4 separate regions of the Pan troglodytes genome follow, and regions 1, 2 and 4 are each linked to region 3. The links are chromatin contacts, called in public Hi-C maps. All regions are on one chromosome and are shown on one strand. The core of a region is the stretch at or near the end of the contact, and the rest is flanking DNA. Distances in the headings are between cores, read along the strand shown.

The links. Hi-C and Micro-C count contacts between places; a contact is called where the count stands out from the background.
Region 1: a contact with region 3 is called in a Hi-C map of stem cell-derived neural progenitor cells, with 2.9 times the contacts expected there. The contact joins the enhancer-like site here to the promoter of MSI2 in region 3. A contact is called at or near these places in 3 of 7 Hi-C or Micro-C datasets (blood, a lymphoblastoid cell line and stem cell-derived neural progenitor cells) and 1 of 1 datasets of contacts at active chromatin or transcription factors (stem cell-derived excitatory neurons).
Region 2: a Hi-C map of stem cell-derived neural progenitor cells shows a contact between it and region 3, with 2.0 times the contacts expected there. The contact joins the enhancer-like site here to the promoter of MSI2 in region 3. A contact is called at or near these places in 1 of 7 Hi-C or Micro-C datasets (stem cell-derived neural progenitor cells) and 1 of 1 datasets of contacts at active chromatin or transcription factors (stem cell-derived excitatory neurons).
Region 4: a contact with region 3 is called in a Hi-C map of stem cell-derived neural progenitor cells, with 2.5 times the contacts expected there. The contact joins the enhancer-like site here to the promoter of MSI2 in region 3. A contact is called at or near these places in 1 of 7 Hi-C or Micro-C datasets (stem cell-derived neural progenitor cells), 1 of 1 datasets of contacts at active chromatin or transcription factors (stem cell-derived excitatory neurons) and 1 of 1 other capture datasets (stem cell-derived neural stem cells).

What each region holds. Positions count from the first base shown.
Region 1 is chr19:70,791,356-70,794,498 of NHGRI_mPanTro3-v2.0_pri, reverse strand. The region is part of intron 11 of MSI2 (musashi RNA binding protein 2); the gene reads right to left. Among named protein-coding and RNA genes, the nearest start is that of CCDC182, 73 kb to the left of the region's middle. Within about 2 kb of position 1,633, at least 8 of the 24 cell types and tissues checked have an H3K27ac peak or open chromatin away from gene starts, as enhancers often do. A contact at or near this core is called in stem cell-derived neural progenitor cells, where this site is marked.
Region 2 is chr19:70,673,605-70,676,969 of NHGRI_mPanTro3-v2.0_pri, reverse strand. All of the region lies in intron 7 of MSI2 (musashi RNA binding protein 2), which reads right to left. Among named protein-coding and RNA genes, the nearest start is that of CCDC182, 190 kb to the left of the region's middle. Within about 2 kb of position 1,934, at least 4 of the 24 cell types and tissues checked have an H3K27ac peak or open chromatin away from gene starts, as enhancers often do. A contact at or near this core is called in stem cell-derived neural progenitor cells, where this site is marked.
Region 3 is chr19:70,375,887-70,378,939 of NHGRI_mPanTro3-v2.0_pri, reverse strand. MSI2 (musashi RNA binding protein 2) reads right to left here and starts at 1,682. Exons shown (of 14, transcript XM_063799024.1): 1 at 1,358-1,682; 2 at 1,024-1,064; 3 at 618-699. The coding sequence starts at 1,419. LOC134808890 (a long non-coding RNA gene) reads left to right here and starts at 1,974. Exons shown (of 3, transcript XR_010153020.1): 1 at 1,974-2,360.
Region 4 is chr19:70,715,561-70,718,936 of NHGRI_mPanTro3-v2.0_pri, reverse strand. MSI2 (musashi RNA binding protein 2) reads right to left here. Exons shown (of 14, transcript XM_063799024.1): 8 at 1,120-1,202. Among named protein-coding and RNA genes, the nearest start is that of CCDC182, 150 kb to the left of the region's middle. Within about 2 kb of position 1,851, at least 3 of the 24 cell types and tissues checked have an H3K27ac peak or open chromatin away from gene starts, as enhancers often do. A contact at or near this core is called in stem cell-derived neural progenitor cells and stem cell-derived neural stem cells, where this site is marked.

The DNA of each region.
Region 1 (3,143 bases), core at 384-2,883, 420 kb before region 3:
AGGGCCGCAGCCTGTCAACCAGTTAACCAGGTTAATTTTGTCTCACCTTTATTTCTCCTTAGTAGTTTAAACTTTATTTTCTTTTCCAAAATGGAAAACAATATTTTTTTAATTGTTAAAGGAAGTTCTTACTGATTTTTAAGCCTCAAGGTGAGTCTGGGCTGGCTACCTTTGGGCTATGGCTAACCCGTCTTAAAGAACCAGACATTCTGAGAGTCACACTTTCACATCTTTGGCTCCAGAGGGCTGCTCCTTGCAACAATCACTTCTCCCTTCTGCCTCCCTTGGCTTCTCCCCCTCTGCCCTATGACCAGTTGCCTTCAATGGCAGAGGCAAAGAACATCGATGCAGGTGGGGTCACTCCTGGCTTTGGCCCCTCCCTTGCCCAGGGGCCTGTGATTTGAGGCCCTCAGTTCTGGTGGGCCTGGAAGAGCCAGAAGTGGATTGATTTTCACCCAGTTGTCACAGGGATGGGAAGAGATTGATGAGGCACCCAAGGCACACTGGCAGGAGACTGAGACAGAGACACAAAGATACACGGGAGACCAAATCAAGCTGGGCCTGGCTCCTGACTCAGCAGAGAAAACAGAACTGAAGCCTCCAGATGCCCTTGGGGCGGGAAGCCCGAAGGTGAGCCCCTCTGAAGCTGTAGCTGAGAAATGAATAAACTGGCCAATGGAAAGAGCAGGTTAAAGAGAAAAGAAAAAAATAAATTATAGAGGCTTAGAGCAAGTGAACGGCTGATCTGGGAATGCGCTGGCAGACAAAAGAGATGGAGATTTTTGAATACAGAAGATTCAACTTGCAGATAATACTTGGCCCTCTCACTCATGGAGGCAAATATGAAGCCGAGATATTCAAAAGGTGGTATTATCTTAGTCTAACACACTTTTTTCTTCTGAGCTCAGGAAAACAGAAGAAGCTTGGACAGTGGACTCCTGGTTTTGTCCAGGCAGCTGAAACCCCTCCCTATACAAATAAACTAATTAGCCTGTTCCATTTTAGGCTAATAGGATGGGGTGGGCATGAGGAGGCGCAGTGGTAGACGGAAAGAAAGTTTTTTGGCTTCTTTCTTGTCTGGCCGGATGTGAACTCAGGAAGGTGTTGGGCAGGCCCACCTAACTAATGGGTGGGGAGAGGCAGGTTTAGGTTTCCGTTTCTTCCAGCAGGAGAGCCACCTAGAGACTAATCTAGCCAGCAGAAGCAGCCTCGGAGACAGGATATAGCATGCCCACAGAACGGTGCTGTTCAGAAATGCCCCCTTCTGCAGGCTTAGTTAGAAGACAAAAGGGCTGTTGGTATTATGCCCATCCTTGGCAACCGCTCCCATTCCTGTGTGTGGGGAGGCCTGTGGTTTCTGAGTCGGCCTGAAGGGAATTTCACAATAAGCAGCTCATGTTAGGTCTATATTACCCCTCCTTGCTCAGTCCTCCTCCATCAAATGACACTAAAATCACCGTGGAGAAGACACTGTATTAGAATGCAGCTTTCAAATCCCAAGTCCCGTTGTATTATGCACTTGCTCATCACGATGCCGGAGCCTCAGCTCAAAGTCACCTTGCAGATGTCCCCCAGCCAGGGGTGAAAGACAGGGCTGCTGGGTCCCCACTAGAGGGCGCAGCCAGCAGGCAATAAGCACCCAGTTCTGGCTGGTCCCGCCTCTAGCTAGGCTTCTGGGCAGTGGAACCCGCATCCCTGAAGGCTGGGCGCATGGAAGAGAGGAGCCTCTATTTTCCACAGTCGACACTTCTCTCTGTCTGTCTCTGTGAGCAGAAGACCCAGGCTCCAGAAAGCATGTTAAAGTCCCCGAACGAGCCATCTGGAAACCCATGCATCTTTGAGAAGACTCATAAAAAGCAACGGCTCTGGCTGCTTAGGAGAGAATGGGGACTGCCACTTGGCACATAAACTTGTCAGTAGCTGTTCCTGCTGTCTGACAGTGGGAAGGCATTAGGGACAAAACAATTTTCTTCTTTTGCAAACTCAGCGTAACTCCACAAACTGAACACTGGCTGGCTACGCAGGAAAGGGGGTCATTTGAGAACCCGTCTCCCTCTAAGAGGAGAGGTGGGGAGTGGGGTTGGGGGGTGGGGGAAGGCATGAAGCCAAATCTCTCACCTGAGGGTGCTTTCTGTGGAAGTCATTCTCCAGTCAATTCTCAGTGATCCTTCTAAGCGAACGGTGCCTTTCCCCAGGCACGGAGACTTATTTTGGGGGGCCAGAATTGGTCCCATATACCAGGATCAGCTTGGGAAGAGAGGATGGGACACGGCTCTTAGTGGGCAAGGGCACCTTGTCTACTGCTCAGCTAGGGTGTGCGTGTGAGGGGGCGGGGGCAGGGAGCACACTTTGTTGAATAAATAAACAGTGCTGAGGTTTATAAATTGGATATTATGACTCCTGTCCCAGAAGAGGACAACGTCTTGCAAACACCTTGGCATTTTTGCAGCAGGAGCTATGAGCGTTAAGTGGCTTGGGACAAGCCCTGCTCTAGGATGGCAGTTTGGGGGCTCATTGCGGTGAACAGGTTCATTTCATCAGCAGCATCCATGGCAGGTTCCTCTTTGCCCCTCATCCTCACTCTCCAATATCCTCTGGGCTTTCCCAGTCAAGGTGGCACCCACAGAGAGGCAGCAATGATGTAAAGAAAGGGAGTACTGGACTCAGAGGCAGAAGACCTGACTGTGACCCCAGCTCTGCTCTTACAGTCAGGTGCCTTGGGCTAAGAAGCCACTCACAAGCCCAAGTCCTCATCTGTAGCAAGTGAGTGATGCTTTCCTTATTCAATCTGACTCATGGGACTGCTTCAAGAATGAAAAAGAGACAGAGCTCTGTAACTTGTCAAGTTTAAAACAAATACACCCTATTTCTGAAATAGTTATGTATGCAGAGGCCAATAAGGCAGGTACCACATGCAGATTTAGGAAAATCTGACATAGGAAAATGCAATTCACTTGCCATATGAATCAGGAGGTGATTGACAAAAAACCCAATTTATCCATTTGGTGCATTTAATCATCTTGGGCCTGAAGAAAGGACTCCCGGGAATGGGGACCAGAAAAGTAAGGACACCGATCTCACCGAGGACGGCAAGAGGAGATGCACTTGAATGAAAGTTGGTGGTATTTCACATTGGATAAAAG
Region 2 (3,365 bases), core at 685-3,184, 300 kb before region 3:
ATGACCACTAACAGTGTAAAGTGCCTGAGGCATGGTCTCCAGGCATCACTGGGACATGGGGTTTAATAGTCACAACAAGTGGTGGTTCTGAGGCTGGGCAGCCTGTCCTGGCTGTAGGGAGAGGGGGATGCCAGGTGGGGCTCCAGGAAGGTAGTTGTGTGACCTTTGGACCTCCAAGGTCTCAAGTCACTTGGCCTCGAGGGGCTGCAGCATCTGTTGCCATAGCAACCTGGTGAGGATAAACACCATCACTCTTCTGGTTAATAAGCATATACCAAGTACCTATTATGTCCCAGGTACTGGGGACACCAAGAGGAACAGAATATGGTCTCCTGCAGTTAAGATCCTCATAGTAACTGGGGGAGTCAGTGTAGGGAAATAATGATGGAGGCATGCTCAGGGGGTTCAGGAGGGAGGAAGGGGCACCCATCTGAGGACCCTCAGGAGTTTGTCAAAGGAAAGGTGGGTAGGGGTTAATATGTGCAAAAGTTGACAGGGAACCTGGCTGGTTGAGGAGCTGCTGGGGTCCCTGCTGCGCTGAGCAGGGAACCCCGGCGGACAGGGAATGGAGAGGTAGGCTCCATCACGCCTACCCTGGACGCCACACTGAGGCGCCTGAGCAGGCAGCCACTAAACTTGGCACGACCAGAATCACATTTCTGAAAGATCCCTCTAAATGGGTCACAGGCCTGGAGGCAGGAGTCCCCGGAGAGTTGCTGCTCTGCCAGGGACAGATGGGATAGGTGCCTGAAACAGAGCATGGCGGTGGGTGCAGAGGACAGGGCGACTCAGAGCTGGCGGTGCGGAGGCTGGCTAGATGTGTGGGAGATGGGGCCCGGGCTGAAGCCTCAGGTATGGCTTGAGCAACTGGGCACCATTACCCAGGAAGGGACATGGGTCAGTGGGGCAGCCTGGGATCTTAGCCTAGCAGCCCTGCCTCCTCACACTGCCCTACTTCTCACCCACAGGAAGCAGAAATCTTTCCAAGGAGCTCAGCCGAGTGCCCAAACACAAGGGAGGAAAGGAGTAGGAGAGCAGAGTCCCAGGCTCCCTTGGAAGTCTCAGCAGGTTTGAGCAAAACATCCCAGCAGGGGCTGCAGGCGCTGCTCATGCCTCAAGAATGAAAATTCGAGCAGCAGGAAGGGATGGTTGTGAGTCTGTAAAGATATGGCCCACGGGCCAAAGCCCAGGCTTTATAGCCACACCTGTTCAGACCCTAGCTCTGTCATTGGCTGTGCGTCCATGGGCAAGTTCCTTAACCCTTCTGTTTCTTCATCAGAAAAAACAGGCATAATAACAGCTACACCACACAGGGTCAGCCTGAAGGTGAAATGAGATAAAGCAAAGGAATTGCTCAGCCCAGTACACAGGCTTACGGAGTGCTTAGCTACTGTCTTATCATCCTTGTTAAAAACAATAACATCATCCCGGATAGAAGGCAGGTGTAGAACATTCCCTCGTATCTTTCAACACCAAGGAGGCAGGAAATAGAGCTTTTTAACGCTTCCCAAACAAGCGCGGGTGCACACATTGACTACTTGCTGAGGAGGAGAGGGGGGATGGTGTCTCAGGACGCAACACCCCAGCCTCACTGGAGCAACTGGCGGCAGATGCTGGCGGCTCTTAGCTGTTCCTTCTACTTGATGGAGGGTGACTTTGCAAGTAACAAGGCTCTCTAGTAATGCTCCATAAAACTATGAATTTACTTTGAGAGCACCAAGTCTAATTACCTTGCCAAGACTCTCTGCATTTTTAAGAACCATTCCCCCTCCCCCGCCCCAAACTCTTGATCCTAAGGACTCTTCTTAGCAATACTTGGTGTCGTTCTTGTTTCGCCTGTTGCCGTGGCAACAAAGCAGCGTTTACCAGCCTTTCCAAGCTGGTACATCTTTATTAGCACCCGGATCCCATGAGGAGCAGGAAGCAGTGCAGAGGTTTAAAGAGCATTAATCCCCTTAAGCTTTGCAAACCTCTCTAGTTAGGGAGCCCATAAAGGGGCAGGGAGGGAGGGGAGAATTGAGGTCTCTGCCATTTTCAGGGCCCTCCTAGAATTGTTAAGCCTACATGAAGGACCAGACTCAAAAAACTTATCTCTCTGGAGCTTTGCTTTAAATTTCTTCTCTTGAAAGAGACAAACTTGTGGGCTGCCTTTGCTTCACAAGAAAAGTCGGCTACCCATCCATCACAGAAGGGCTGCCGGCTCTTTCCTCACCGCCTCTCTGACCACACTGCTCTCTCGCGATAAACACAGGACTTTCAAAAACAACCGGTTATCTCTTGGCCAGGAGGAGGGATGGCCACAAAGGCACATGAGCTGGGCTGCCCGTGCACCCTCCTCTCTGCCCCTCCGCGATGAGAATCGAAGGATGATTCAGAGTCGAGACAGATTTCCAGTCTATTTCAAAAGAAAAAAAACGGACCTCAGAAAGCTGCTCAGGAAAGCTCCCCCATCTCCTTAGCCTCAGCCTGTCTTGGAAGGTTTTTCAAAGTCAACACCAGGGCAGAAGTGGGAAAGCAGGGAGAAGAATGGGATTCTTAACATCATTTAAAAGCAGTTCAATGTCCCAGTCCCCCTCCCACCAAATAAACGTCTCTTTCATCTTTCATCCCAGCCTAGAAAATCAAAACCTGGCTAGGGGTCCAGGAAGACCTGTGGCTGAATTTTGAAAAATTGCCGAGTGAAAGATGATACATTCATTCTGCCTTCCCAAACAGCTTTCAGTTTGGGGTGATTTTGCACTGGTCGAGCCTTGGCATCCACCATGGTCCCCAGTCCAGTGCTCTGTGCCCGTGAGCCTAGTTCAATCAGGACTACTCAACTGAAGCGCTGAGCCCTCGAGTCTGGCCTTGGGGCGCTCATGCTCTAGCTGCGGGGATGGACAACCAAAGGCTGCATTTCCAACACTGAGGTTTCTGATGCCACTTTTGAATAGGCCAGGCGTCTCTCATTATTCCCAGTGGTGCCAACATTCTCAAAACAACAACAAAAATTTCTGAAGTCACTGGAATCCTTTTTCTACTTTTGGTGGGGTAAAGAGTTCATTCAAAGACCAGTATCAGCCTCTCAAAAGAGAAGTCTCCCAGCCCACACCACATCAGCCCTAAAAAGCTTGGTTCTTCCACTCTGTGAATTCTAGGGGCAGTGATTTCCGGGCTGTTTATATTTACGTCCCCACTTATTTCCTAAAAATACTGAGGTGTCTTATAATGCTTAAGCACATATAAAACTGGAAACTAAGAGCATGAATCAAAGCTGTAAAAGATGACCAGTCACAGAAAGAAGAGACCAATGTTCCCCCATGTTGGGGCTCAGAGAGGGTTGGGTGAAGCTCAGAAGCCAGATAATCACCTTCTGGTTGTGGAAA
Region 3 (3,053 bases), core at 433-2,932:
ACGCACCCTCACCTCCCACTCCCCTCCTCCAATTCCCCTCCTGCCTACAGCCCTCCACCTCGCAAGAAAAAACATCAAGGTTAACGGGGGAAGTGGAACGGGGGCAGGGAGGGTGGAGGTAACTTGGAAAATGCTGGTGCCTCCACTCTTTGGCCACCTCAGTTTCCTCTCCTCCTCCCCTTCCCTTTCTTAACGCTTTGTTTTATTCCGAAGAAAGCCCGGCACTCAGAAGAGATTTACCACCATCTTTCCAAGAGGGATCTTAAGAGTTTGGGGAGCTGGGAGTGTGGGGGAAACACACATTAAGATCAAAAGAAAAAAAAAAAACTATGCGAAAGTAAATGAAGCTGAATGTCATTTTAAACAGAGAAAAAGAAGCGACGGGAAAATGACTTAAAGCAGAGAGATGGGTATCTCTGTATCCAGAGTTCAGCTCCAATTAACAATAACCTCTGGGGTTACTAGGGGGCGGTGGGGGTGGTATAGAGCGCCGTTCGAGATCAGCCACGCGCCTGAGCCCCATTCTAATCCGCTTAGCTACTTCCGAAGACACCTCCAAAAATAAAACTTAAACTTTGTTCTAAAATAAAGACAAAATCCAGAAGGGAATGGTTTACCTGGAGCGTTTCGTAGTGGGATCTCTCATGACCATACATTCTCTAATTTCTCCAAATTTGCTAAAATAGTCTCTAAGGCTATCTGTAGAGAGAGAAAGAGAGAGATGGGGGGGGAGAGAAGGTGTGGGGAAAAAAAAGCAATGCAAATTTTGATCAAGGACAAAATCCAAAAGTAGTTTTCTGTTGTTATTCTGTTTTGTTTTTGCATTTTTTGCACACGCGGGGGAAATTCGGCAACAGAGGTCGCATAGAGGGCTCAGAAAGGATTTGCTATTTAAAAAAAATAACCTTGCACAGGAGAAGTGGGGAGCCAATGGCGGGGGGGGGGCTCCTACACCGGGATAACAAAGAGCAATAAAGAAGCCAAGAAGGGGGGGACCCAGGCGTCCCCCCCTCCCTCCCTTACCTGGTGAGGTCTGCCAGCTCAGTCCACCGATAAACATTTTACTAGAGGGAGAAAACATAACAGAAGTGAGCACCGATGTCAGATCGGCCATTTTGACGTGTAACTTACAAAAGCTAAAAGGAAAGCGGGGGGGAGCGAGCGAGCGAGAGCCGGGAGGTGGGGTGGGGGAGAAGGTGACGGCGAAATGCAATCCAAAGGTGTGTAACTTCCACGGGGGGGGCGCGCGGGAGAGGCGGGGGGGCGCGGGAGATGCCCGGCTCCGCGCACCGCCGTCCCCGCCGCTGCAAGGAGAGCGAGCCCAAGGCGGCGCGGTGGGCAGCGGCTGGAAACTTACCCGGGGTCGTGCTGGGAGTCGTTGGCGCTGCCCGAGGTGCCTTGGCTCCCATTTGCCTCCATATCTGAGCCCCCCCGCCCCCCCACCCCCAAAAAACCGAGCCCCACAGCGATCGGAGCGGAGCGGCGGCCGGCTCCGAGCCCCGAGATCTCCGCTCCCTCCTCCCCCTCCTCCTCCCCCCCGCCCGGGCTCCTCCGAATCTCTCTGCGAGCGGCGGAGCCGGGGCAGCGGCGAGAGCCGTCACACGTGGGCTCGGCTTAGCTCAGCCCCGCTGCCTCGCACACCCCCCGTCCCCGCCCCCCCGGCCCATCCCCACCTCTCCCCCTCCTCCTCCCCACCCCCATCTCCTCCTCCTCCTCCCCCTCCTCCCCGGCGCACGTGGGGCGGAGTTCTAGAACGTCGTGTAACCAATGCCGGTGACGTCACGCACCCCCGTGCGGCCCCCGCCTGCCCGCGCGCGCACACTCGGCCCCCCACGGCCGGACCCACAAGGGTGGCGCGCGAACCCCGCGGGCGGAGGGGACCCCGCCTCCCGGCCGGCAGGGCGCAGGGCGAGGGGGAGCGCACCCCGACTTCCCTGGATCACATGGGCTGCGGGGGGCGGGTGGATCGGGGGAGGGGAGGCGCGGGGAGCTTGCTGCGGCTCCTCACCCGGACCTGGGAGAAGACGCCCCCCACCCTCTCTAGTTCGCCCTCTCCGTTCAAGTTTGCCGGCCCCTGCCGCCGAGATCCGGGGATGGCACCAGCCGCCCGCCCTCCGCTGTGCCCTGTTTCCAGCCACCGCTCAGAAATTTAGGTCAAGGACGTCGGGAGCAAACCCACACCCTGGCGCTCCTTTGGCGGCCCCCGAGACGCCCCAGGATCGGGGGGCTTCCGGATGGCGGAGACCCTCCTGCACAAACACCAGCCACAAGTTTTATTTTCCTTTTGCGCTGGAAGTTCTCTCTGGCTCTCGCTCCACACCGGCACGTCTTGCGCGGTTCCCCGCCCTTCCCCAGTAGAGGTACCAATCCGTGCCCGGGAAAGGTTATTTTGGAACTTTGAGAAACTGACGCGATTCCAGTGGCGAGAAAGTGCCGAAGAAAGGGTTTCCGCGTTAATCATACAGTGTTTTAAAAATGTAATAAGATAGGTTATAGGAGTCAAGGTCACATGATTGAGGTTCAAAGCAAATGTTTGTATATAACGAGAAGTACTTTTGGGGTGTCTCTGGGATGGATGGGAAGGGTGGTTATTTCAGGAAACCCCTGTGTAATCCGTTCGTTATATATTTTATTTCTCACCCAGCCTTTGTATGCCAGGATAGTAAAGTGCATGATACTGAAATAGCCCAAGACCCCTCACGACCTGCAGAGGTAGCCAGGGTGGCAGAAGGCTTCAGAATCACTCCCACCTTAGCAGCAGTAGTATTGTGCAGCATGGGTTCTGGCATACAGTAGGTGCTTAATAAATGCGGTTGCATACCTTCATGCACTGAAAACTCCAAAAAGACGATGTCTGTAGCCTTCCAAAGGCATCGCATGAAAGTTTCTCCGGCAGATTCCAGACTGCCCAAATTCGGGCTGGTTTCAATTTATGGGGCATTTGAAACAATACGGATACAATTACCCATATTGTTTTAAATCTGTATCGTTTTAAATTGTTGCAATAAACTGAGTTAATACGGCATGAGGGGCAACATAAAGTTGTGGTTCAT
Region 4 (3,376 bases), core at 602-3,101, 340 kb before region 3:
GACTTTGAGTGTGCAAATGCTATGCATGATATGGCACCCTCTGGTGGCCACTGATCTGGGAGGCCTACACAACTTCCCAAACTTCCAGTAATCCAACCTCCCTTCCTCTTGAGGCTGCTGTGGCAGAAAAAGGAACTTTAAAGAGCCAAAGAGAGGGAAGGAAGCAGCTGATCAAGAGGGCAGAAATTAATTGATGGCAAGGGAGGGAATGTTAATTTTCCAGCAGGACCCAAAGAGAAAAATAGTTTGGTGCAGTAAACTTCCTATCTAGGATATACCTCTCAAAAGCTGCACAGCAAAAGAATATCCTAAGCCAGGTGCCAGCAAGTTACGACTCATAGGTCAAATCCCGCCCTTCTGCCTGTTTATGTAAAGTCCAAGAATTGAGAACGGTTTTTACATTTTATTTTATTTTTATTTTTTTTGAGACAGGGTTTCACTTTGTTGCCCAGGCTGGAGTACAGTGGCGTGATCATGGCTCACTGCAGCCTCAACCTCCTGGGGTCAGGTGATCCTCCCACCTCAGCCTCCTGAGTAGGTGGGGTACAGGTGCACTGCACCCAGCTAATTTTTTTTTTTTTTTTTTTTTTTTTTTTTTTTTTTAAGAGATGAGGTCCGGCTATGTTTCCCAGGCTCATCTCGAACTCCTGGCCTCAAGTGATTTTCCTGCCTTGGCCTTCTAAAGTGCAGAGGTTATAGGCGTGAGCCACCATGCTTGGCCTGGTTTTTACATTTTAAGTGGTTAAAAAGTTAATATTTTGTGATCTGTGAAAATTACATAAGGTTCAAATTTTGGTGTCCATAAACAAAGCTTTATTGAAACACAGCCCCACTCCTTCAGGTATGCATTGCCTATGGACGCTACCCAGCAGAACTGGGTAGTTGCAGTCAGCTTTATGGCCTGCAAAGATGAAAATATTCACGACTTGGCCCTTTACAGAGTTTGTCCACCTCAGTATGAAACAACTGCTACTGTTCACAGGCCTGGACCCCGAGCATCTAGCCCCCTCCCCACCCCTGCCCACTCCAGCCTGATGATGGGCTGGAGCAGTCTGCAAGACTGGGTGTGTACGTAGAGAAAGGGGGCATTCCATTTCAGCGCAACCCCTACACACTTACCATTTTATTATTGATTTCATGGAAATGAATCTCACAGACTTTCTCCACAACATCTTCATTCTCAAAAGTGACAAAGCCAAACCCTAAAGGAAAAGAGAGAGAAGAAAAAACAAAGAGAGGCGGGGTGAGTTCAGTTCTGGCAGGCCCAGGTTTTTCTCTGACGTCCTGAGGTCTTGACAGCCTCCTGGTCTGGGGGTAGGTAGGCGGATCCTTGGGAGGACCTTGAGGTTGGAGGCAATGATTTCTAATTTGTACTGAGCACCCTTCCGACAGCGAGGAAAAGTTAATGATTTCACCCACATGCAGCGGGCACTGTGTGGTTTACATTTGCCCCGAAGCAAACAAGAAATTTACTTGTCTGTTATTTACAAGGGTCAGGGCCCCGCGGCTCTGTGCACGGCAGCAGGCGGGTGGGCTAACCAGAGCCTCGTGGATCACTGCGGGGCCACGCTTGCCCTTTCCGCGAGCAGCCCTGGCCAGCCCTCGGGTCGGCCTCCAGACGGAGGTGGTTATTTGTCCTTTTCTTCCTGAATTACTTCCTCTAATACCTCATCAGGACATCCTGAGGCCTGGAAGAAACTATTAAAAGTTTCAGGCCTCTGTTCCGCGCAGGCATCCTTTTTATACTGCTGCTTCAAAAGCGCTCTGGATTTGGGGCAGTTTAAGACTGTTTGATGCCTGCTGTCAGCCCGTCAGCTATCCACTGTATTTACTCTGCTGGAGACCGGCTTTGCTAGACAAGCTGCACTGAAGAATTTTGGCAGGCGACTGCTGCTCAGTATCCTCAGTTCCTCTCCTACCCTCCTGCCCCTTTCTTTCTTCTCCTCCCGCCTCCGACAGCGTTTCCAGCATGTGGCCCCATCTGTGACCCCACTCAGTAAGTGCTGCTTTACCACATGGCCCCATGCAGGGTTGCACCCTCCTTGGATGGGATGCAGCTGCCACATGGTAGCGTTAACATGGCGAGGGAGCACAGGCCATGGGGGCAGACACACTGATGGGGAGACTGAGACCTGGCTTCCACTTCTCACTGTGCATCTACTTTATGTTTAATCTGGGGGAGCCCCTTCCCCTCTCTGAGCCTCAACTTTTGCATCTGCAAATGAAGGTGGTAGAACTGGACCCTGGGTTTCACACCTCCTGTCACAACCCAAATCAGGATTCACAAGGCTGTCTGCTGCCATCTGAATGTTTGTGGCTGCCCCTTGCTGCCCCCCGACCCCCCACCCAGATTCATGTTGAAATCCAAACTCCCAATGTGATGGTATTAAGAGTTCAGGCCTCTGGGAGGTGATGAGTTCGTGAGGATGGGGCCCTCATAAATGGAATTAGTGCCCTTACAGAAAGACACTAGAAAGCTTGTTTTTTCTCTCTACCATGTGAGGATGCAATAGGAAGGCAGCTGTCTGTACACAGGAAGGGGGGCCCTCCCAGAAATGACCATGCTGGCACCCTGCTCTTAACTGCCAGCTTCCAGAACTGTGAGAAATAAACCGTTTTTCTTAGACCATGGTACTTCATTATAGCCGCCCCAGCTAAGACACTCTTCTCCCCAAAGGTATGAACCTGGCTGAACACTAAGCCAGACACACCAAGCAGGAAGACAAAAACTGAATGGCTGTTCTATCAAAATTATATTATGATAATTGTGTTTCCAGTCAATGAGCAAAATACAGATGCTTCCTTTTCAAACTCTGTGTCTATTTTGGGTCCCTGCAACACAAGACGGAGAGGGAATTTCTCAGGTCCCTTCTGACTCTCATGCATCCAACTCTAACATCACCATCTTCTAAGGAACACCAGGAAACAGGGAGCTGATATGTGGAGCTCCTTTAGCATAGCTCCTGCAGGGACTAGCAGATTCTTCGGTATGAGAATAAAAAAGGCTACTATCTGCTCTCAAACCATTTCCAGTAAAACAGAGGGCTAGGACCACGAAACACAGCAATCGTGATCTTTATCATGTCATTTGCTACCACCACCCACCAAATACTGGGCCAGTGCTCCCAGCATACACGGTCCAGCCTGTTGTAGATACATAAGGCAGCATCAGATGTACCATAAAGTGGACATGAGTGTCTGCTGGAGGGGCTCAAAGATGCCGAGTTTCTCCCAGTGTCACCCAGTAAAAGCTAGGTTCTCAGTTACCTCAGAGGCCTGAAGCAGACATCCGACAGGATACGTCGTTTGAAATGCTGTCCAACAAAAAAACCTTTCACCAGGTTTATACCCCCTACCCCCTAAACCAGGTCCTTTG